Regions from separate parts of the Mus musculus genome. Here all the other regions are linked to region 3. Evidence: chromatin contacts called from public HiChIP or PLAC-seq data. All regions are on one chromosome and are shown on one strand. The core of a region is the stretch at or near the end of the contact, and the rest is flanking DNA. Distances in the headings are between cores, read along the strand shown. Region 1 overlaps Thap4 (THAP domain containing 4). Region 2 holds the start of Bok (BCL2-related ovarian killer). Region 3 holds the start of Crocc2 (ciliary rootlet coiled-coil, rootletin family member 2).

The links. HiChIP or PLAC-seq counts read pairs in DNA pulled down with a chosen protein or histone mark.
Region 1: a contact with region 3 is called in a FOXA1 HiChIP or PLAC-seq map of pancreatic cancer cells. The contact joins the enhancer-like site here to the promoter of Crocc2 in region 3. A contact is called at or near these places in 11 of 39 promoter capture datasets (the C10 cell line, cranial neural crest, embryonic stem cells and 8 more), 1 of 484 Hi-C or Micro-C datasets (embryonic stem cells), 1 of 115 datasets of contacts at active chromatin or transcription factors (pancreatic cancer cells) and 1 of 9 other capture datasets (pancreatic islet).
Region 2: a contact with region 3 is called in an H3K4me3 HiChIP or PLAC-seq map of embryonic stem cells, with 6 times the contacts expected there. The contact joins the promoter of Bok here to the promoter of Crocc2 in region 3. A contact is called at or near these places in 16 of 39 promoter capture datasets (the 3T3-L1 cell line, the C10 cell line, the SN4741 cell line and 11 more), 1 of 15 datasets of contacts at CTCF or cohesin (the NIH/3T3 cell line), 1 of 484 Hi-C or Micro-C datasets (cortical neurons) and 5 of 115 datasets of contacts at active chromatin or transcription factors (the NIH/3T3 cell line, embryonic forebrain, embryonic stem cells and 2 more).

Annotation. Positions count from the first base shown.
Region 1 is chr1:93,704,197-93,707,374 of GRCm38.p6, forward strand. Thap4 (THAP domain containing 4) reads right to left here. Exons shown (of 6, transcript NM_025920.3): 6 at 1,195-1,459. The coding sequence ends at 1,340. Among named protein-coding and RNA genes, the nearest start is that of Bok, 20 kb to the left of the region's middle. Within about 2 kb of position 1,660, at least 36 of the 459 cell types and tissues checked have an H3K27ac peak or open chromatin away from gene starts, as enhancers often do. A contact at or near this core is called in embryonic stem cells and pancreatic cancer cells, where this site is marked.
Region 2 is chr1:93,684,050-93,687,049 of GRCm38.p6, forward strand. Bok (BCL2-related ovarian killer) reads left to right here and starts at 1,526. Exons shown (of 5, transcript NM_016778.3): 1 at 1,526-1,805; 2 at 2,369-2,620. The coding sequence starts at 2,398.
Region 3 is chr1:93,167,052-93,170,106 of GRCm38.p6, forward strand. Crocc2 (ciliary rootlet coiled-coil, rootletin family member 2) reads left to right here and starts at 1,372. Exons shown (of 32, transcript NM_001310428.1): 1 at 1,372-1,751. The coding sequence starts at 1,674.

The sequences.
Region 1 (3,178 bases), core at 410-2,909, 540 kb after region 3:
TGAGGGCTGTCTGCCAGAGTGAAAAACTGCACCTGACTAGAATTGCATGGAACTCACAGTTGGGCTGACAGCTAGGAAAGGGCGAATGGGAGGAGTGAGGAGCGCTGTCTGCTGGGTGATGCTTGACATGTCAGGGCACCCACACAGCACAGCTCACACCCAAGGAGAAAGCATTGAGTGAGCCTGTCAGCTGCGTGGCTCAGGTGGTCAACTCTGACAGCGTCTGAGAGAACCCCAGCATGACAATCAGAAGGAACAGAGAACGAGACAGCCATGTGGCTGACCTTATGGTCACACACAGGACTTCCAGGGAGAAGGCTGACAGAAGGCAAGGCTGAGAGCTAGGCTAGGCTGGTGGGGCTAATGCTCAGAGTCCTGGCTTCCAACTCCAGTACTTGGGGAAGAAGAAAAGGAGGTTGTACGCTTCAGCAAACATGCTGGCGGGGACGAGCATCTGTGTGTGAGCTCCTCACACGCGGTAAAGTAAAAAGTCAACCTCCTGGAGTGCTTCCGGCAGAATTAGGTACAGCTTTCAGGCTACAGGGTAAAGGGAGAGCCTGGAGTGCAGGGGAAGTGGTGGCCTTCCCTAGCACAAGAGGATCTTTCAGCATACCCTTGGCAGCAGAGCTGACTCTGGACACAGTCTTCATGATCAAGCGGCCTATGGCTGCTGGGGTACCAGCCCAGGGCTCTCCTCGGAGGTCTGAGATACTGACAACTGTTCTATGGTAATGGTTCCTGTTCCCAGGTGTTCCCTCTCGAAGCTTGAGTGGTTTTGCCCAGTATTTGACCCTGTCTCTGCATGCCACACGAGGTTCCCCACACGGGTGTATTATGAAAAAAGCTTTCCAGGCCTGGTAGTACAGACCTCTGATGCCAGTACTTGGGAGGCTGAGGTAGGAGGATCGTAAGTTCAAAGCAAGCTTGGGCTATGTTGAAAAGAAGAAGGAAGGAAGGAAGAGAGGATCTCTATAGAAGAGGTAGGTGCTGGAGGGTGTAGTACTCAGTATAGTCTTTGCCTAGCATGGGTTGGATCCCCAGTATTACAAAAAGCAAAAACAAAACTTGTAGAAAGCAGGTGGAGGTGGAAGGGGAGAGAGGGAGGGAGCGAGTATTTGATTGTTTCTTAATATCTTAAAGACTGTAATATAAACTATCAGCAGCAGATAAAAAATGTACAGTCTACACAGTGATAATATTCAAAATCTTCAGCCATAAAAATAAAGGCCTTTTATTTGGTTTTCTATGCCATTACAAGAACACCTGGACAACACTTCAGTGTCAGCAGAGCCTGTGACCACACCATGTCTACCAAACAGGCTCTGGGAGTGGCTCCAGGTTAAGGGGTCACCTTCTTGTAGGTAATGTGAAGATGTTGAGTCATTGGCTGTGTAGTGGTTGCCATAGAGACCGTCTGTTCAAGTTTGCCTTCAGAATTCAGCCTGAATTTCCGAGTGATCTGAATGGAGAACAAGACAGAACACTTAAGTTTATATCTTCAAAGGATTCAACAAAGGCTGGGTGTGGTGGCACACGCCTATAATCCTAGCACTCTGCAGGCCTGGACAAGAGAACTGTCTCAAATTCTAGGTCAGCCTGGCTCCAAGCTAGCCTGGGGTTTATTTGGAAAAAACAAAAATATTGAATAAACACTGGAGCATCCGCCTGTGTTAATCACTGGTCACAGGCCTATGAGTAGGGAATACCCCACCAAGGTTACGACTCTGGGTGTAACACCGTGGGGCACACCATGATCAAGGCTGTGGTTCTAGGCTCCTCAGCCACTTCTCCCAAGCAGCAGGTGGATACGGGCAGGTATGTGCTCAGCTTTCAAGAACTCACCTATTGATTGGTATCTGTTAACATATGCTGGCATTCTGCTGCCTATAACCTCCCACTTTCATCTGAGCCCTACACTACAGCAAATGTTTTAGAGGACACTGGGTCAGCATTTGGGGAACACTGGTCTATTATATTATATGGCTCTTTTCACAAGAATATGAGTAGACTCTGAGTCATGTCCTTGTGTATAGAATGCTTGTGAACACAGTGTGACCATATGATAAATGAATGTCTGAGGATCTCTCTAAGGGCCTATCACTTCAGTGCTTCTGAACCACTGGCTGCTTTTGCCACACCCATTATGTGGACCCCCAAACCCTTTTCCTGAGAAAAAAAAGATAAAAATGTCAGTTATTCCAAGTCTAGTTAAGGGGGCTAGAGAGATGGCCCCAGAGAGTGGTTAAGAGTGCTTATGGCTCTAACAGAGGACCACACATACACATACTCTATCTATCTATCTATCTATCTATCTATCTATCTATCTATCTATCTATCTACCTACTTACCTACCTACATAAATTCATTCATTTATTTAATGTACATGAGTACATGTCTTCATGCACACAAGAAGAGGGCATCAGATTCCATTAGAGAGGGTTGTGAGCCATTATGTGGTTGCTGGGAAATGAACTCAGGACCTCCGGAAGAATAGCCAGTGCTCTTAACTGCTGAGCCATCTTTGCAGCCCTATCTATCTCTGAATAAATTTAAAAACAGACAAACAAAGCAAGATTCTAGTTAGGGATTTGAGGATGTAGTTCAGTTGGTAGAGTGCTTGCTTGCACGCATGAAGCCTTGGGTTAGATCCTCAGCACTAAATAACCTGGATGTGGTGGTGCCAACTATAATCCACTAGGAGGTTGAAACAGGAGTATCATAGCAGCCTGAGACACACAAGACTTTGTGACACACACACACACACACACACACACACACACACACCTGACTTATTATCAACCACAGGAACAGTACTCAGCCTCTGAGTCCACCAGGGTCAGTCACCTTCCTGGACACTCACCTATCACCCTTCCCACTTATCTGGGGCTGCTTTCTGTGTCTAAAGCTAAAAACACAACTTCAGCCAGCCACCAGACACTGGTCCCTGAAACCCAAGTGGTTCCTGAGACTCATCCAGGGATCCACAACCCAACAGAGACCTAACACACACCCAGCAGAGGAGTGAACAGATACCCACAGATGTCCTGACTCCGCATGCTCAGGTAACAGGTCACATCCTCAAATACAAACATTAACAACCAAGATACACAGCATGTCTGGAGGAATCAGCACCCCACTGTAGTCTTTCATGAGAAAAGCAATGTAGCTGAAGTGCAAG
Region 2 (3,000 bases), core at 276-2,775, 520 kb after region 3:
AGTGATACTTGAGCTAGGTTCCTGTCCTGCCAGTCCCAGGGATCTCCTCTTCTTTGCCCCAATAGCACTGGGACTTGTATGTGGTGATGCTGGGTTTTAACCTGGGCTTGTACTGTTTTTGTGACTGTTCACTTGAAAATATTTCCATGGTAGGACTGGAGAGGTGGCTCAGCGGTTACAAGCACTGACTGCTCTTCCGGAAGTACTGAGTTCAATTCCCAACAACCACATGGTGGCTCACAACCACTTATAACTGTAGTCCTGTGAGATCCAATGCTTTCTTCTTGTGTGCAGACATACATCCAGATAAAACACCCATCTACATAAAACACATAAATAAACCTTTTAACATTTTCATTGTGATTTATTATTTATTGCCTCATTATAAGTACGCTGTTTCATTTCCAAGCATTTGGAGACTTCCACTGGTTTTTCTGCAATTTAGCTTTAATTCAGAGAGTAATTACTGTATGATTTTGGTTCTTTGAAATTTGTTGACACTTGTTTATGGTTTCAGGTGTAGTCTATTTTGGTGTGCGTGTGTAGAATATGCATTTTATAGCTCTAAGTGAAGTGTTTTACTTACACAAACTAGGTCGAGTTAGCAAATCCCATTGTTGAGATTTTGCAGTTGGGTCCAAAGATGAAGGAGAAGACCAGAGTCTAGTAGATGATGTTGACTTTCTTGGAAATCGGTATGGAAAAAGGGAGCTCGGATTCACTGCCACACTGTTCACAACGATGTCTGTGATCCAGCATAGGTCTAAGTATGAATCCTAAAGTAACTAAGCTTCTGAAGACCGCTGTAGTCTAGTACTCCGGAGCCAGGGGCTGGGTGATTCCTGCAGGTTGGACCAGCTGGTCAACACAGAGCTCCAGACAAGCCTCTCTCTCTTTGTGAGTCTCTCTGTCTCTGCCTCTCTCTGTGTCTCTGTCTCTCTCCCTCCCTCCCCTTTTTCTGTCAAAGGGAAATACCCTAATGAGAGATAACTAACTACAAAAGATTATATATTGGATTGGATATAAATAAGTCCAGCTCATTAAAAGCAAAGCTAGACTTGAGTGGGAATGGATGGGTATTTGTAGTATCTTCAACCATGTACATACCCAAGTCTTCACCACACTCCAAAGGCTCTATTAAGCCAAGAATGCAGAATCTATTTTTAAATATTTACTTATTGTTATTTTTGTTTTGTGTATGAATGTTTGCCTGCCTCCATGTCTGTGAATCCCCGTGCATGCCTGGTGTCCTTGGAGATCAGAAGAGGGCATCAGATCTCCTACAACTTCAAGAATCCAGGATCTTTAAGGAGCCTCTATAAGACAATAAGGAAATATAAGTCAGCTCATTTTAAAATGGAACTTGGTGCGCCCCAGTGGGTTGGTGTCAGAGCTGGATGTTCTTCGCGCTGCCTGCCGGGACAGCTCCAGTCTGGCGGCGTTCCCGGGCGCATCCCGAGAACTTGTGCTGGCCTTTCTTAAACCAGGGAGGCGTTGGGCAGAGCTGGGCTGCGGCTCCGCCCCCGGGGGTTGCCGTTTCCTTAGAAGGCGAAGCCCTAAGCCTGGCTTCTCGCCCGCGGGGAGACCGCGGTACGCCTCCCGCACCCCTCGGGACCAGGACTTCTGCGAGCGCGCGGGAAGACCGGCGGAGCCTGTGCTTCAGCTCGGGTGTGGACGGGGCGGGCGCTGGGGCGGGGCGCGCGCTCGCGGGTTTGAATGGAAGGGTCTAGACCGCCGGAGACGGCAGCGAGCGGGTCCTGAAACCAGAACTCCACCGCCGCCCCGCGCGCCATGAGGCGGGAGAGGTGAGTCGGGCGGGCGTGGCGTCGGTGCCCTGGATGTAGCACCATGGGAACAGCGACACCGGGGACAAACACGGGCTCTGCGAGGTGCGCAGGTGCGTGGTCTCCGAGCCCGGGGACTGCCGCGCAGTTTGGAGCCTTCCTTAGGACCCCACTCGTCGGCAGGGAGGAGCCCGCGGGGTCCTGCTTGTCGGCTGGTCGCAGCAGGCTACTCTGCATCCTCTTCTCCCCCAAATTGGTCCTGGAGCCTGGGCGCTGTGATTAAAGAACCTATCGCCACTTCCCTGCGGTGTTTCCAACCCCTGACCACCGCTGGGATCTGCGAGATTTAATTTAGAACCTAAAAAGAACCCGAGACTTTTAAAAGATTTGGGGTGCAAAACGAGAGGCTATCGGAAACCGGCCCTTTTTGAGGGCGGCGCACAGCCAACCTCCTGTGTTGTTTGAATCGCGCACGCGGTGGGGACCGCTGTGCCTCGGGCCGCGCTTCTGGGTCTCCTCCCGTGGCGGGAGTCCTTTCGCCACCTGGCTGGAGGCGGTCCGGTCTGAACTCAGTCTATTCGTAGGTGTGGCGCCTCTCGCCCGCGCTTCGGCCATGGAGGTGCTGCGGCGCTCTTCTGTCTTTGCAGCGGAGATCATGGACGCCTTTGATCGCTCGCCCACAGACAAGGAGCTGGTGGCCCAGGCTAAGGCACTAGGCCGGGAGTACGTGCACGCGCGGCTTTTGCGCGCCGGCCTCTCCTGGAGCGCTCCAGAGCGTGCCTCGCCTGCCCCTGGAGGACGCTTGGCAGAGGTGTGCACAGTGCTGCTGCGCTTGGGTGAGTGTGGGGCACCAGCAGGTACCATCCCAGGCCGCCCCTCTATAGCTGGTTGGATGGGCCTGCCCGCAGTGTTTCAGGGTTCCCGGTACAGCTGTTCTGCACAGACATTCCCTTCTTGTGACATGACCAGCCCTTCTGCGGTTGTGCCTCACCCTCCCGCTGGCGCTGAGAGAGGAGGCGTGCGTGGGAGCCCAAATCTGTCTGGAATGGAGAGGGTGCAAGGATAGGCCACCCAGGCTGGCGCTGCTCTTTGTCCCCAGGCTTGTCTGCTTGCAGGCTCCTTTGTCAACCTCCCCCCTCCTGGTTCCTGCTTAGTCCAGATCACAGACACTCTTGCCATAAAACACAGAAAGCTCTGGAGGAGCAGTATTTTAGCA
Region 3 (3,055 bases), core at 122-2,621:
CATTCTCCAGGGAATTGGGAATCCAGGGTTTGTCGTGTCCTGGGGCTGTTTCTGGTGAGTTTTCAGGTATGGAGGAAGAAATGACGGCAGGAGCCTCTCTGAAAAGGAGTCTCCCTCCAAGTACAGAAGTATTGAACAGTCTGCCAGACAGGTGGGCACAGATGGGGCAAAATCGGTCACATGCTGGGAGAATGGACAGTGGGGACAGAGCATGCCCTTGCAACTGTAGCAGGACAGGAGGTCCAGGGTTCTGGGTCCAACAGTCCTGTTAGTTAGGAGAAGGGTCAGGCCTAGCCAAGGCCCTGCTGAGACACACTGTACACAATCTAACAGGATTCGTTGAAGAATATACTCTGGACTTGCACTGAAAATTCTCCTTGTCATCAATAGCCCTGGACCAGAAGCTACACTCACGGACCACATAAGGGCCCCAACCAACCAGTATCCAGAGTGCAAGGATGGGGGTCTCAAGCTCCTGCACATGGCCAGGAGGGGTGGATCGGTGAACAACATCAAGGGCTTTCGGACAAGAGAGGAGGACAGAACAAAGCATCTGTCCACTGGCAGAGTCCATCCTATGACCTAGAAATGGATATAGGGGTCAGGAGGGATGCCTGAGTAAGAAACAGGGTGGCCCCTCCTGAGAACCAGCCCCCCTCTTCCTGGAACCTCTCTGTCATGAGCACACTGTGCCCAGAAAAATAGATGGAATGTGCTTGTGTTTTCTGTGTCAAAATTTATTGACTAACAATGAACATATAAGATTTAGCAGTTTCAATAACACGTTTTACATATAGTCCCACCTGCTTGGGTAGCCTGGCCTAAGGTAAAGGCAGATTCTCTTGTTCTAACTTTAATTACTAATGTTAACGCTGACATCACATAGCACACAGCGAATCTATCTCTCTATCTGTATGCATATGCATGGATTACAGAGTGACTGCGCAGAAATGGCAGCAGAGTTCAGAAGGTCTCAGAAGTAGGTTGAGCGTCTGTATTGGTAAGTTTAGTACCAGATTAGTACCAACAGGGTAACTGGGGAAGGATGCATTCTCTATGTGTCTAAGTAGGGCACTGCAGAGCAGGTAACCTGCCAGGCTCCAAGAGGAAACCTTTGCTACAAAGGAAGACCTTTGTTCCTGGGGAAGCTCTGTCCCTCCCTAATCCTTAGACATCTGTGACACACATCTCACTACCGATCACAAAGTTCTTTGGCACATGAACTAAGTCAGTTAGTGACCCTGAATGGGCTTGTGGTCTGCACCCCTGGGTGTGATCAGCAAGCAAACAAGTCTCCCTAAACAGTAAACGGGGGCTCTAGGAAGACGCTGGTCCCTCCCTCCGGTCAGCTTCACTCCAGGTCTCCGGGGAAACCGCTTCAGGCAACAGTGTTCCTTAGCTCTCACAGCAAGCCCTTACTCCTATTTCCAGGGAAACCTGGGCACTCAGCGTCCTGGTTGCCACAGCAACACTCATGGGCTTGTTTGGCGTGTGGTCTCCACAATCAAGGTGGGGCATCTGGGTGCTCAGGAGCAAGTGAATTCAACGGGCCAAACCAGCACAGTGGCTCCAGGTACTGCACACAGGAAGGTACTGGGTGGTTGAGGCTCAAAGAAGAGACGTGCTGAGGAGCCCAGGTACAAACTATTTGAGGTCCTGTGCTTCTGCCCAAGATGAGCTCCACTTCCAGCAATCCTGATGATGGAGACACCACGGAGCAGTCTCAGCTGGGGTTGGACACAGTGATCAAGGTCAGTGAAGTGGCTGCCCCCTCCGTGACCCCTGGAGAGCAGGTCTTGAGAGCACTTTTAAATAGGACGCTGCCCGCTGCCTGCTGCCCGGCGTGCAGCTGCACCCCCTCCTCCCACCCCCCACCAGGAGCACATTCTACCTGCGCACATGCTCAGTGTGAATATGAGCGTGCAAGTGCAGATCTCCAGACAGGCGAAGTGGCTCAGAAAGCCAGCACCCCTCTGGAGTCCTAGGCTTGCAGCCTGCACACCAACGTGGAAGGGACAGGGTGAGGGGCTCCACTGTGTTAGTGGCTAGGTATGGGAGCAATTGAGTCTGAGCTTAGAAGAGGGGCTTCAATTTGGAGATAACCCCAGTACCCACTCTATAAACTGCAGAAGTTCCATTTCTATCTTCACAGAACTTACCTGGAAAATAGGAACAACACAACTGGTCCTGTATCCCTGTCCCCCTCACCATGTCCCATTACTAAAAGCCCACCTACTTGCCAGCCCACATCCCTACACTGTCATCATCCAGCCACCCCAGCCAGACAGTCCCCGACCACTGGGGACTCACTGTACCCCAGATGGACCTGCTGACTCAGAGAGTTCATTAACCCAGCTCTCAGACCCTCAAAGCCATGCTGCAGGGGGTTGACATGGTCCTAGGTAAACAATATATCAGATCCCCTGAGAGGAGTAACCAACCGCACAGATGGTGTCAGGTGGCTAAATAGCCTGTTAGCATCTTTGTACACATAGACATACACATCTGCCCACATAGGACAGACCGTGATGCAAACAGAATATTAAAGTCAGTTGGGGTGGAGGAGATGGCTCAGTGGGTGAAGACAGTTGCCTCCGAGTCTGATGACCTGAGCTTGATCCCTGGAAGTCACGTGGTAAAGAAATCCAACTCCAAAATTTACCCTCAGACATCTACACACACACTACGGCACATACACACCCCAAACCCACACACAACTAAATAAATGTAATTAAAACAATAAGTTAATTGATGCAACAAGAAAAGAGAGTGTCCTGGGTGGGTACTCTCACCTGAGCGGACACTGGCACACTTCTACCCAAAGGGTCTCAGGCTGAATTCTGACGGCAAGGCCGGTGATGGGTTCAGAAAGAGAGTCAGCACACCAGAGCTCACAGAACACTCACAGCCCAGCACCCATTGGCTCATACATCATCCTGTAAGGACCTGACCAGCTAGCTCCTCGGAGACTTGATGGTGGGAGGGCATGTCTGTATGTGTGCCCACGTTCTTGAGGTAGAATCCCAGAGTGATGCAAACATCTCTGGGCATGGTT